Regions from separate parts of the Sus scrofa genome. Here regions 2 and 3 are each linked to region 1. The links are chromatin contacts, called in public HiChIP or PLAC-seq maps. All regions are on one chromosome and are shown on one strand. The core of a region is the stretch at or near the end of the contact, and the rest is flanking DNA. Distances in the headings are between cores, read along the strand shown. Region 1 overlaps NOL4L (nucleolar protein 4-like). Region 2 overlaps HCK (tyrosine-protein kinase HCK). Region 3 overlaps MAPRE1 (microtubule associated protein RP/EB family member 1).

The links. HiChIP or PLAC-seq counts read pairs in DNA pulled down with a chosen protein or histone mark.
Region 2: an H3K27ac HiChIP or PLAC-seq map of alveolar macrophages shows a contact between it and region 1. The contact joins two enhancer-like sites.
Region 3: an H3K27ac HiChIP or PLAC-seq map of alveolar macrophages shows a contact between it and region 1. The contact joins two enhancer-like sites. A contact is called at or near these places in 1 of 5 promoter capture datasets (fetal liver) and 1 of 2 datasets of contacts at active chromatin or transcription factors (alveolar macrophages).

The regions. Positions count from the first base shown.
Region 1 is chr17:36,119,074-36,122,438 of Sscrofa11.1, reverse strand. The region is part of intron 4 of NOL4L (nucleolar protein 4-like); the gene reads left to right. Among named protein-coding and RNA genes, the nearest start is that of NOL4L, 80 kb to the left of the region's middle. Within about 2 kb of position 1,733, at least 4 of the 83 cell types and tissues checked have an H3K27ac peak or open chromatin away from gene starts, as enhancers often do. A contact at or near this core is called in alveolar macrophages, where this site is marked.
Region 2 is chr17:35,717,826-35,721,190 of Sscrofa11.1, reverse strand. The region is part of intron 1 of HCK (tyrosine-protein kinase HCK); the gene reads right to left. Among named protein-coding and RNA genes, the nearest start is that of HCK, 11 kb to the right of the region's middle. Within about 2 kb of position 1,785, at least 17 of the 83 cell types and tissues checked have an H3K27ac peak or open chromatin away from gene starts, as enhancers often do. A contact at or near this core is called in alveolar macrophages, where this site is marked.
Region 3 is chr17:36,398,263-36,401,627 of Sscrofa11.1, reverse strand. All of the region lies in intron 2 of MAPRE1 (microtubule associated protein RP/EB family member 1), which reads right to left. Among named protein-coding and RNA genes, the nearest start is that of MAPRE1, 9.2 kb to the right of the region's middle. Within about 2 kb of position 1,712, at least 8 of the 83 cell types and tissues checked have an H3K27ac peak or open chromatin away from gene starts, as enhancers often do. A contact at or near this core is called in alveolar macrophages, where this site is marked.

The DNA.
Region 1 (3,365 bases), core at 484-2,983:
ATTTACTGGTGCAGGCAGGAGAGCTGCCTGGCGCCTGGAGCAGAATCCTGCGTGTGAGGTTGGCCTTGAGACACGCTTTATCTGTGTCAAGAGAAAAGGCAGGAGCAAGGTCAGGAGCCCCTACCTGGGCCTCCATAAATGGGGGCGGCTCTGTCTTCACGGAGCTCTGACTGAGAACCCCCGCCCCCGCAGGCACCCTGCTCCCGGCTCTGTCACTTAGGACAGGAGAGACCCAACAGGAAAGAAGGCGTCTCTCCTGGCCGCGCCAGGAAGGAGCAGCTCACAATGTCCAGATGGTCCCTGAACCGCGGGCCGACCTTGTGACCCTGCCTCCAACTCTGAGTCCGGCCCCACTGAGACCCAGACAGGCCCCGTTGTCTTGTGGCCAAGTCCTGTTGTTATTGTTGTTGTTGTCAACAATGAAACTCCTACCTTCAGTTCTTGGAGGATCTCATCTGGTGCATTCTCCAGTCCTCCCTATTTTCGGTCACATTTTTTGGAGGGCGAGACCCCTGGTGGCTTTGTGGAACCTTCGGCTTAAGGCATCACACACAGTGCAGGCGACTCGGCTCCTGGCGGCCAGTCGTTTGTGGCTCGTGGTTTTTACACAGCTTCGTGCCCCCTCCCCGCCCTTGCCAGCGTGATGGCTCCTTCTCAGGTGGGGCCCAGACAGGTCCCGGCCCCCAGCAAAGAGCTGGTCCAGGAGACCTGACCCCACTCAGTGGGTGGGTGGGCAGGTGGGCGGGCCCGGGCTTTGTAACCAGACCTGGAAAATGCAGGAGGGTTTCAGACGCTTCAGCAGCTGATGTCTGGCGATCAATTAGAGATAATGGCTCTGGGTGGACTCTGTAGAAGCAGGGCCAAGATTTTTCCGGGTCTTGATTGTGTTTACCTCATTAACACCCCCTCCCTTTTTTCTTTTGAGGGCAGCACGGCACAGTGTCACACTGTGAGTTTGTGCCGGCTGCTTCGATTTGCTCAGAGGGTGACCTCATGGGGTGACCGGGTGTCGACCCCCACCAGGCTGGGAGCTCCCCCACCGCCACTCAGACAGAGAGGACAGAGTCCCATGGCTTCTGCTCACAGCCCTCCCACTACACAAACACCCTTGGCCTCCCTGCCACCCTGTGTTTGTATAGTTTTTTAAAAATCTCCTCCTTCACTCATTCAGAAATCATTTAAGTTCCTTCAATGTCCCAGACACTGTCCTGAGCACTTGCGGATACAACAGTGAGTGAAACAGACAAGGAGCCCACTCTCAGGGAGCTCATGGGCTGCAGAGAGGACGTCAGAAAGAAAAATAAAATACGCAAAAGGAAAAGGTTTGGGGCAGAGAATTAAAATGGACTCTGTTGATAGACCAAGCCTCTGGGTGAGAAGGCCTCTCTGAAAAGATGGCATCTGAGCCTAGACCCGAATGATAGGAAGTGGCCAGCCCTCTGGGGCAAAGGCTTTCTAGGTAGAGCAGACGGCAAGTGCAAAGGCCCTGGGGTGGGAACAGCAGAGGGGACTCGGAAAGGGGAGCCAGGGGGAGATGTGCTTGGGTTAAGCCTGAGCAGCCCGCAAAGGAATGCTCTCACCCACCTGTGTGAGGCGCAAAGCCTCCTAGAGCATCTTCCTCCACCAGGGGAGAGAGAGACTTAGCTGGAGGTGACAGTAAGTGGACATGAGCGCCCCAGACAGCCCAGCAACTCTGACTCTAGGTGTGGCTCTGCCCCGCACCAGCTGTCTAACTTTCACTTCTCCATGCTGCAGCTTCCCTGTTACTGCAACAGCAGGTTTGGGCCAGACTTCAGTGGTTTTCAAAGTTTGCTTTTTGACAGAGGAACCCCTTTCTTCAAGGAAACTCTTCTGGGGAGGAAGTCAGTATGTCAGGGGTCAGCAGCAGGCAGGCATGTCCCTGAGAAGCTGGGAGAGGGCCCCGGAGCTCTGCCCACCCACCCCTCCCCTGCCCCAGCCAGCCCCCCTGCACCTCGCAGCCTGGATAGCCCTGAGCTTTGGGCTGGTGCTAAAGACAGGTGGGGAGCAGGGCTTACCCCACCATGACCACAGGCAGCCTGGCCTCAGGGTGGCCACTCCAATCTCTTCTGCAGCTGCCTCCTCAGTAGACGGGAGGAAGAGAGTCCATGCCTCGCCAGCCTCACGGTCATTTTTAGGCCTTGGATGTTTGGAATGGCTGCTTCAAGAAAAATAGGATAGAAACAGAAGAACTTCTTTAACTGGAACACACCTGTATGTGCAGCTTTCCCTCTGCAGGGTCCTCCATGCACCACAGTGTCCAGAGCAGGTGCCCCCACACAGCTGCCCTCCTCTATCTGTTTAAGGACCCTCTAGAGAAAAGCCCACATGGGAGTAGAGGCCTTGCTGTCCAGTCCATCGGCAAACAGGAGCCCTGTGAAACAGCCAGGGATGCTTTTGATGGCAGGTCCAAAAACCCAGCTGACTGAATAGCAAAATGTGAAGGTTGTTTTACACCTGAAGACAGGAAGAATGGAGGAGCAGCTGTTGGGCCACAGTGGGTTGGTGTCTCTGTGATGCTGACCTTTTCCCCACACTTGCAGGTTGGCTGCTATTGCTCCACCCATCTTGTCCACATTCAAGGTGAGAGGAAAATGGGAAGGGTGTAAGCTTAGTACAAGGCAAAACCTTCCTGGAGAGTTGGCCAGTAGACTTCTGTTGACATCTTATTGGCCAGGATCACCTGGCCACCTGCAGCTGCAAGGCGGGGCTGGGAAAAAAAGAATTTTGTTTCCCACCCTCTGTTGAGAAACAGAAGAAAGAAATGTTGGGTTTGGGTATTAGGTAAGTTAGTCCACAGCATCGGCCGTGGCCTGGGTGCTATCAGCTGAGCTGGACCATGCCTTTGGGTGTGAAGTTGCCAAAGGCTTGGGAAAGGGGAAAAATAGTAAGGAAAGGAAATAGAGGGGGAGCAGGGAGGAAGGAGAAGAGAGGAGGGAGTGGCAAGGAGGAAAGCAGGAACGCGTGCCAGGACCCTCACGGACAACATGGGGAAACTGAGGCTCCGTGTCACAGAGTTCAGGTGATTCCCCTGAAGTCATAGAGTAAGTGTGAGGGAAGGCTGTGCTCTCTCCCACAGTAATGCTGTTAATTCCCAAGCAAAGAGCAGAGGAGAGAAGGAAAAGGAAAAAGCAAGGGAGAGGGCAACAGCTGGCCAAGGCCCCGAGTGGCCCCCGCCCCGGGCAGGTTCATGGGCGCAGGTCTGCATCAGCTCATCTCATCACCACAGTCTCTCGCCTGGGTCAGGCCCCCGGCACACAGCAGGGGCTCAGCAAATGTTTGTTGACTGGTGTCGGGTCATTAATTGCTTATTTCTCCCCTCGTCCTCATCCTCATCCTCAGGGCTA
Region 2 (3,365 bases), core at 536-3,035, 400 kb after region 1:
GCCCTGGGGTTTTGCTAGAAAAATTAGAAAAGGCATTCTTTCTTCTATAATCTCTGTTGTAAATGTAAATGTAGCTATAGACGTGGAACATGGATATAGATGTAGGTATAGATATGGATGTGGATGTAGATGTAGATATAGATGTGGATGTAGGTATAGATGTAGATGTGGCTGCAGATGGAGATGTGGGCATAGATATGGATGTGGATGTGGATGTAGGTACAGATGTAGATTTAGATGCAGATGTAGATATGGATGTGGATGTAGGTACAGATGTAGATTTAGATGCAGATGTAGATATGGATGTGGATATGGATGTAGGTATAGATGTAGATGTGGCTGCAGATGGAGATGTGGGCATAGATATGGATGTGGATGTGGATATAGATATAGATGTAAGATGTGGATGTAGAAAACTGGAGCTCTTGGGAGCCACCCTGACATCATGCAGGAAGGAGCTGCCTTAGAGTGAAGCCTCCACAGAGGAATCACACTGTCTCCAGTGTGATTTGCTAGAAAAATTAGAAAAGGCATGTTTGAACACCTGGGTCCAGCCATGCCTGAAACTTTTCCACCTCAGAATTTTTCTAATTCGTAAGCACATAAATTTTCAATTTTGTCTAACCTAGTTTGAGTCAGATTTCTGCCACTCGTGCCCAAAGAATCCTCACTGAATCTTGCACATTCCTGGGCCACACTCTGTACTGAATGAACTAGAGTCTCTAGGGATGAAGGCCTGGAATCTGCATTTCTAACAATTCTTTAGGAGATTCTTATCACACTAAAATTTGAGCCCCACCAGGGTAGTGGGATGAAGACCAGACTTGGGGTCTGAATACTGGGATTTGGATCCCAGTTCTGCCACTGACTGGCTGTGTGACCTGGAGTAAGTCACTGCCCCTCTCTGAGCCTCATTTTTCTTCCCTGTAAAATAAGAGGCACGTGCTTCTTAGGCTCGGCCTGAGATGTAACAGGGATCTGAAAGGCTTTTTAAAGCTTCTGAAAACATATATTTCTTGTCTGTGATTTAAAAACTGGGCTCTGAGAACAGAAGTGGCCCATCTGGCCCCAAACTAACTTAGAACTGCTGATCCCTGGCAAAGACACTTCCTCAGGTCACTGCTGAACCCCAGGGACCTGAAACCAGCTCTTTGTCCCCTCAGTTTCTGCAGGCGCTGCATAGAAGGGAAATGAGAAAGTCCAGCTTGCTTGGCTTGGCTGCTTCCCACGATCACCATGCTGGCTGCGGAGGACTCAGAAACTTCTGAACTCTCAGAGTCAAGCCCAAGAGGGAAGGCCAGGGTCCTGCCTGCACATCCTGTGGAGTGGGTGGAAGATGGTTTTCTAGGAGCTCTAGGCTCAAGCAGGGGCCCGTGGGGCTGAAGGAAAAGAACCCTAGAGTTTGGATCCACCTCTGCCACAAGCTCACTGTGTGACCTCATGCGAGTCCCAACCTCTCTCCAGGCCTCAGTTTTCCCAAATATGAAGTGAGATGTCGGGTGACAAGTTCTCTGAAGGGGACAGCTGTAGATCTTTCTCCTATATGGCATCTGCTCCCTCTTCTTCCGACAACAGCTCCCCAAACTTTTCCTTTGGGAACCACCCTTCCCCCATTCTCAATTCACAGATTTCCATAGAGCTGACTTCAACCTCTGGCCGAAGGGGTGAGTCTGTGACTAAGTCTGGCCAATCAGAGTTGCAGTAGTATAAGCAGAGATGGGCATGTGACTCCACCCTGGCCAATGAGAGTCATCTATTTGGCTGGAAAAGAGGCTGCAGTTGCAAAGCAGAGCCTAGAAATGAAGAAATACGGATTCTCAAGCCCTTGGGTCCAGCCCTGCCTGAAGCTGATGTGCTCATAGACTTTCCAGTAACCTCCTTTTGCTTGAGCCAGTTCGAGTTGGATTTCTGCCCCCCTTAAACCTCAAAGAATCCTGTTTGGCGTAAAGGAAGTTCTTACAAGGGATTGTAATTCATACTCAAGTGTAAATGGCTTATGGCAAAGACTCCCTTGATAGGCGGTTTTGATAGAAGAAACTAAAGAGAGTACTAGTCCCATTGGAGTAGGTGCGGGTGTACAGAGTATGGACCCTGTGAAGCTGATGGCACTGAAGCCATGTCCAGAAAGTGTCTGACGTGTGTTAGGCCCTCCATATACATTTGTGGAGCGAATACATTGTGTCCCTTTATAGGCCTGAACATTACTAGGCTGACTTCAGAAAGACAGAATTATTGACCCATCTATCAGATGGGGAAATGGAAGCCCAGGGCGGAGAGGGTCCCTAGGTGCTCAGTGGCAGGTAGAACAAGAACCTGGATCTCCTGACTCTCATCCTCCACTGACTCAGCACCAGGGGCTGCAGGGGGCAAGGGGGGAGGGGGATGAGTAACCCAAACAGGAAACTTAGGAAGGCAGACCGCCTGCTGCTGGGGGCCCAGGGCTCAAGACTGTCCAGTTAGAGGAAGTTTCCCTTCTCGGAACAGCTTAGCCATGGGGGGGTGGGGGGGGAGGAGGCGGGGGAAGAACGTCTTACACCAGCAGGGACCAGTTCCCTGAGGAGTTTTCGGGAGTTTAGAACCTAACAGCACCCTCTCCTTGGGTCCCCTGACTGTCTTCAGGTTGAACCACCCAAACCTGCAGGTGACTCTTATCTGTAATGGACATTTGGAGGTCACGCCTGACTCCTCACCTCTCCCCTTTTCCGACCCTCGGCTTCTTTCTGATCAAACGCTCCAGACTTTGACTTTGCAAACAGAAAGGGATTGGAGAGACCTTGGCTATACAGATGGGAGCAGCAGCCCCAGAGAGGGCGAGTGTCATGCCCCGGTTTACACAACAGCGAGTGACAGCGCAACACATGGAAGAGGAACTTGGGCTTTTGGTCATTAGCCTGATCAGCCAGAGGGTTGGCTCAGAGATGCATGTGTTCCAACTTGTTCTAAACATGTAGTAAATTCTCAGCAGGTCCAGTGTTACCTCTGGGTCACCTGGTCAACTCCAGAGCTCAAGGGCATTTGTGAGCCTCCTTAGAGTAATTTTATTTCTAAGGTGGGCAGATTGTCAGGGAGGTTTGGAAAATATAGGATGGGATTTGAAGCTAGAAAGAGCTGGGTGTGAATCCCCCATTCTACCTCTCACAGGTAAGTGAGGTTAAAATTTAAGTCAGGTCGTGTGTCTCCTCTGCTCAGAACCTCCTGGGGCCGCCGTCTTACTTGGAACAAAAGCCCAAGTCCCCTTTATGGCTGGCGAGGCTCCATGATCCGGGGTCCCCTCACTCTCACCGTCCTGTCCAAGCCCTCCCTTGATTTTTTTTTTTTTTCATTTCAGCCACACTAGCCTCTCATGATTCCTCTGCTCACTGTGT
Region 3 (3,365 bases), core at 463-2,962, 280 kb before region 1:
GCTAGGGGTCCAATCGGAGCTGTAGCCGCCAGCCTACGCCAGAGCCACAGCAACGCAGGATCCGAGCTGCGTCTGCAACCTACACCACAGCTCACGGCAACGCCAGATCCTTAACCCACTGAGCAAGGGCAGGGACCGAACCCGCAACCTTATGGTTCCTAGTCGGATTCGTTAACCACTGCGCCATGACAGGAACTCCCCTATTTTAATTTAAAAAGCGAGAAACAAAACTGTACAACCTTATATGCTTATATGTGTTACTTACTGGAGCAGTCTATATATAATAGCAACAGACTGGAAACACACTAATAAGGAACAGATCCAAGGAAATTATGTATGACACTACCATAAAGGAAAATAAAGTGGCACCTGCTGCATGGATATAGAACACACTACCACTTATGTAAAATGGTGGAAAGAGAACACAAACACAAAATATGGACAGGGAGTTCCCTGCTGGCCTAGTGGGTAAAGGACCCAGTATCGTTTCTGCTACGGCTGAGGTTACTGCTGTGGCACTGGTTTGATCCCTAGCCAGGAAACTTCCACATGCCATGGGCACAGCCAAAAAAAAAAAAAAAGAAAAAAGACAGATGGTTATTTCTGCTTATATAGGCTCACTCTCTCTGGAGACCACCCAGCTAGTAACACTGGTTACTTCTGGGTTAGGGAACTGGACAGCTAGTGGATGGGCTTACTTTTCAAAGACAGACTTTTTTTGTCCCTTTTGAATTTTAAGCCATTTTGAGACTTTCAGTTATTCAAAAAATACTGTATATACAGTATGTTAATGATTTTTGAAAATCACGGAAAATACTGAAGGTATAGCTAACACAGCAACCTTGGACAAGTTAACATCTCTGTCTCAGTTTCTCTCTCTACACGGGCATGACAGTCCTCACCTCACAGGTTATGTAGGCGAAACATGCTGGAAAGTGCCTGGCCTATGCTGAGAGCTCAGCAAAAAAGCCATAATTGGGAGGGGAATACAGCTAAAAGATAATAATGACTACAACTTATGACAATAGACTATGGTTTTCTTTTTAATACGTATCTATAAAGAATACTTAATTACTTATAGTCAGAGGAAAATAAGTTTCTTATCCTTTACTCTAATTAATGTAAAGAAAAATAATGGAAGTACTTGAAGAGTCAGGCAAAAAAATGTAAAGAGATACTTTTTGAGCAGAGGAGTAGCTCAATAAAAAATGGTCTCTTTGAAAGGCTGCAGACTACTGTGGTCAACGAGAGAAGCGGGGGCAGAGAACCTGGATGGAATGTAGGGCCTGGCTGGGAGGCCGCTGTGGCAGCAGCCTGCAAACTGAGATGGGACCAGAGCCAAAAGACCCTGCAGAATAGATACAGAACTTTGTGAATTAGCCTCAAAAGATGCTTCTCAGGCCTGCAACACTGGAAGAATGGTGGGAACCTGGCCCAAAATAGTGTGTCTGGAAAAGGGAGCCAACTTGAAGAGAAAACAAAGTTGGGGATGCCCGGTCAGGGGGTGTCCCAGCCTCAGAGTGGCTCTGGAAGCAAGACTGACATTCTGTTTTATATAAGGGCCAGCAGGGCCCACAATAAACTACAAAAAAAAAGGAAACAGCATTTGCCTAGGGGCATCTGAACACCTCTCCTATTCTGTACAACACAGGAACTGTGAAGGAGGGCAGGCTGGAGGGGAGAAGGCAGGAAGTGAGGGGGATCCAAGAACATTCAGTGAGGCCACGCTACACGCTCAGACTACCATGCTAGGCCCTTGGAAGGAGGGGGGGGGGCGTGAATCCTGGCTGGAACCGAGGAAAGAGAGGAACAAAAAGCAACCAGCATCTCCCTTCTGACACAATCAACCCCTCATCAGAATGATCCTCTGTGATCAAGGTTTCTTCCTTGTTGACTATCTTTCCAAAATACTTGATGACTAACTCTCTAAAACAGAGAGACTACAGAATGTAATGAATCTTTAATCAACCAGCCAACCCTATCACTGAAAGTCACCCACACCTTTTCTTACTACAAGAGCCAAGCAAAGGCTCGTTTCACTGTTGGAGGAAGGACGCCTACGATGCTGACAAAACTCTGCCACTTCACAGGCAGCCAGCACATTAACAGTGTAGGACCTCAGAGCTTTGCCCTCTGAAGGGAAAGACCTATTCATTCCCACCTTTTAAAGCTTGTGTCTGGTAAGAGAATTCTGGTCTGCATGACCCTCTGCTCATCAGAGGTAAGATCAGAAGGGACCAGGCACCAGTGTTAAAGGCCAGTGGGATTCTCCTGGGGCCTCAATAAAGACAAGGACCTAAGGAGCCTGACTTTCTCCAGGGTGTGGCAAAGAATCAGTACCTGAGAGCTATTTTTACAGGTGATCCCCCAAACAGCCCAACATTTAAACCATACCCTACCACCCCAGTTTACACACAAGGAATGAGAACATTAAGGGACTCATCCAAAATCACATGGCTCAGAGCAGACGGAAGCTTCTTCACACCCAGTCCTGATGACGATAGCTCCCTGTCTGAAGGAGCTAAATCTGGAGCCAGATCAGCACATGTACAACATCTACACATGAAATTCTCATTTTGGAATTAACTAAGGGAAATACTGCTTGGAGTATATGTATAGAAGGAACTAAATTTTAGGGAGAAATTGCTGGTGAAAAGCGGCTCCAATGAAAACTAAGATGACTTCATCCCCACATTAGTCATTAATCACGGGGCAAACAAGTGCTTTAAAAGCCTCAAACAAATGGGGATGTGACAATGAAACTGAAGAAATGAACAGAAAGTAGGGGAAAAGCAGTGCCTCTGACTAACACAATAGCTGATATTTAATAAGCATGACTCTTAGGCACCTCTGTCTCAATGTACAACCTCCCATCACGCTCTCTCTGACCATCTACAAAACAGATTAAATCTCACAGGGGAAATAACAAGATAAGCAAATGAAACTAAGACCAAGGCTAAGACCCAGGTACAAAATAAAGAAGTACAAAAGCTGAATTCATTAAAAAGATTTCTTTTCATATAAAGGAAAACAGTAATTTTAAGTAGAACCAAAAGGCACTGGCTGGTAAAGGAAGTCTAGAAAGTGAGCACAGGACAGGGGCTTAAGAACATGGACTCTTGATGTCAACAAAGGTTCAAGCCTCAAATCTGTTCTTGTTGTATAACCTTGTACTTTTTACTCAATTTCTCTAAGCCCATTTCCCCATCTGGAAAATCGGGTTATAGCCATACCTCCCTCGAAGAGGTATAATGATAATTAAATGAAGAGATATTTGAAAAGTATTTGCATAACCCTGGCACACAAGCTTTCGCTTAAATAACTGTTGTTCTAATTACTAGGAGAAGCTGAAGTTAAAATTCTCT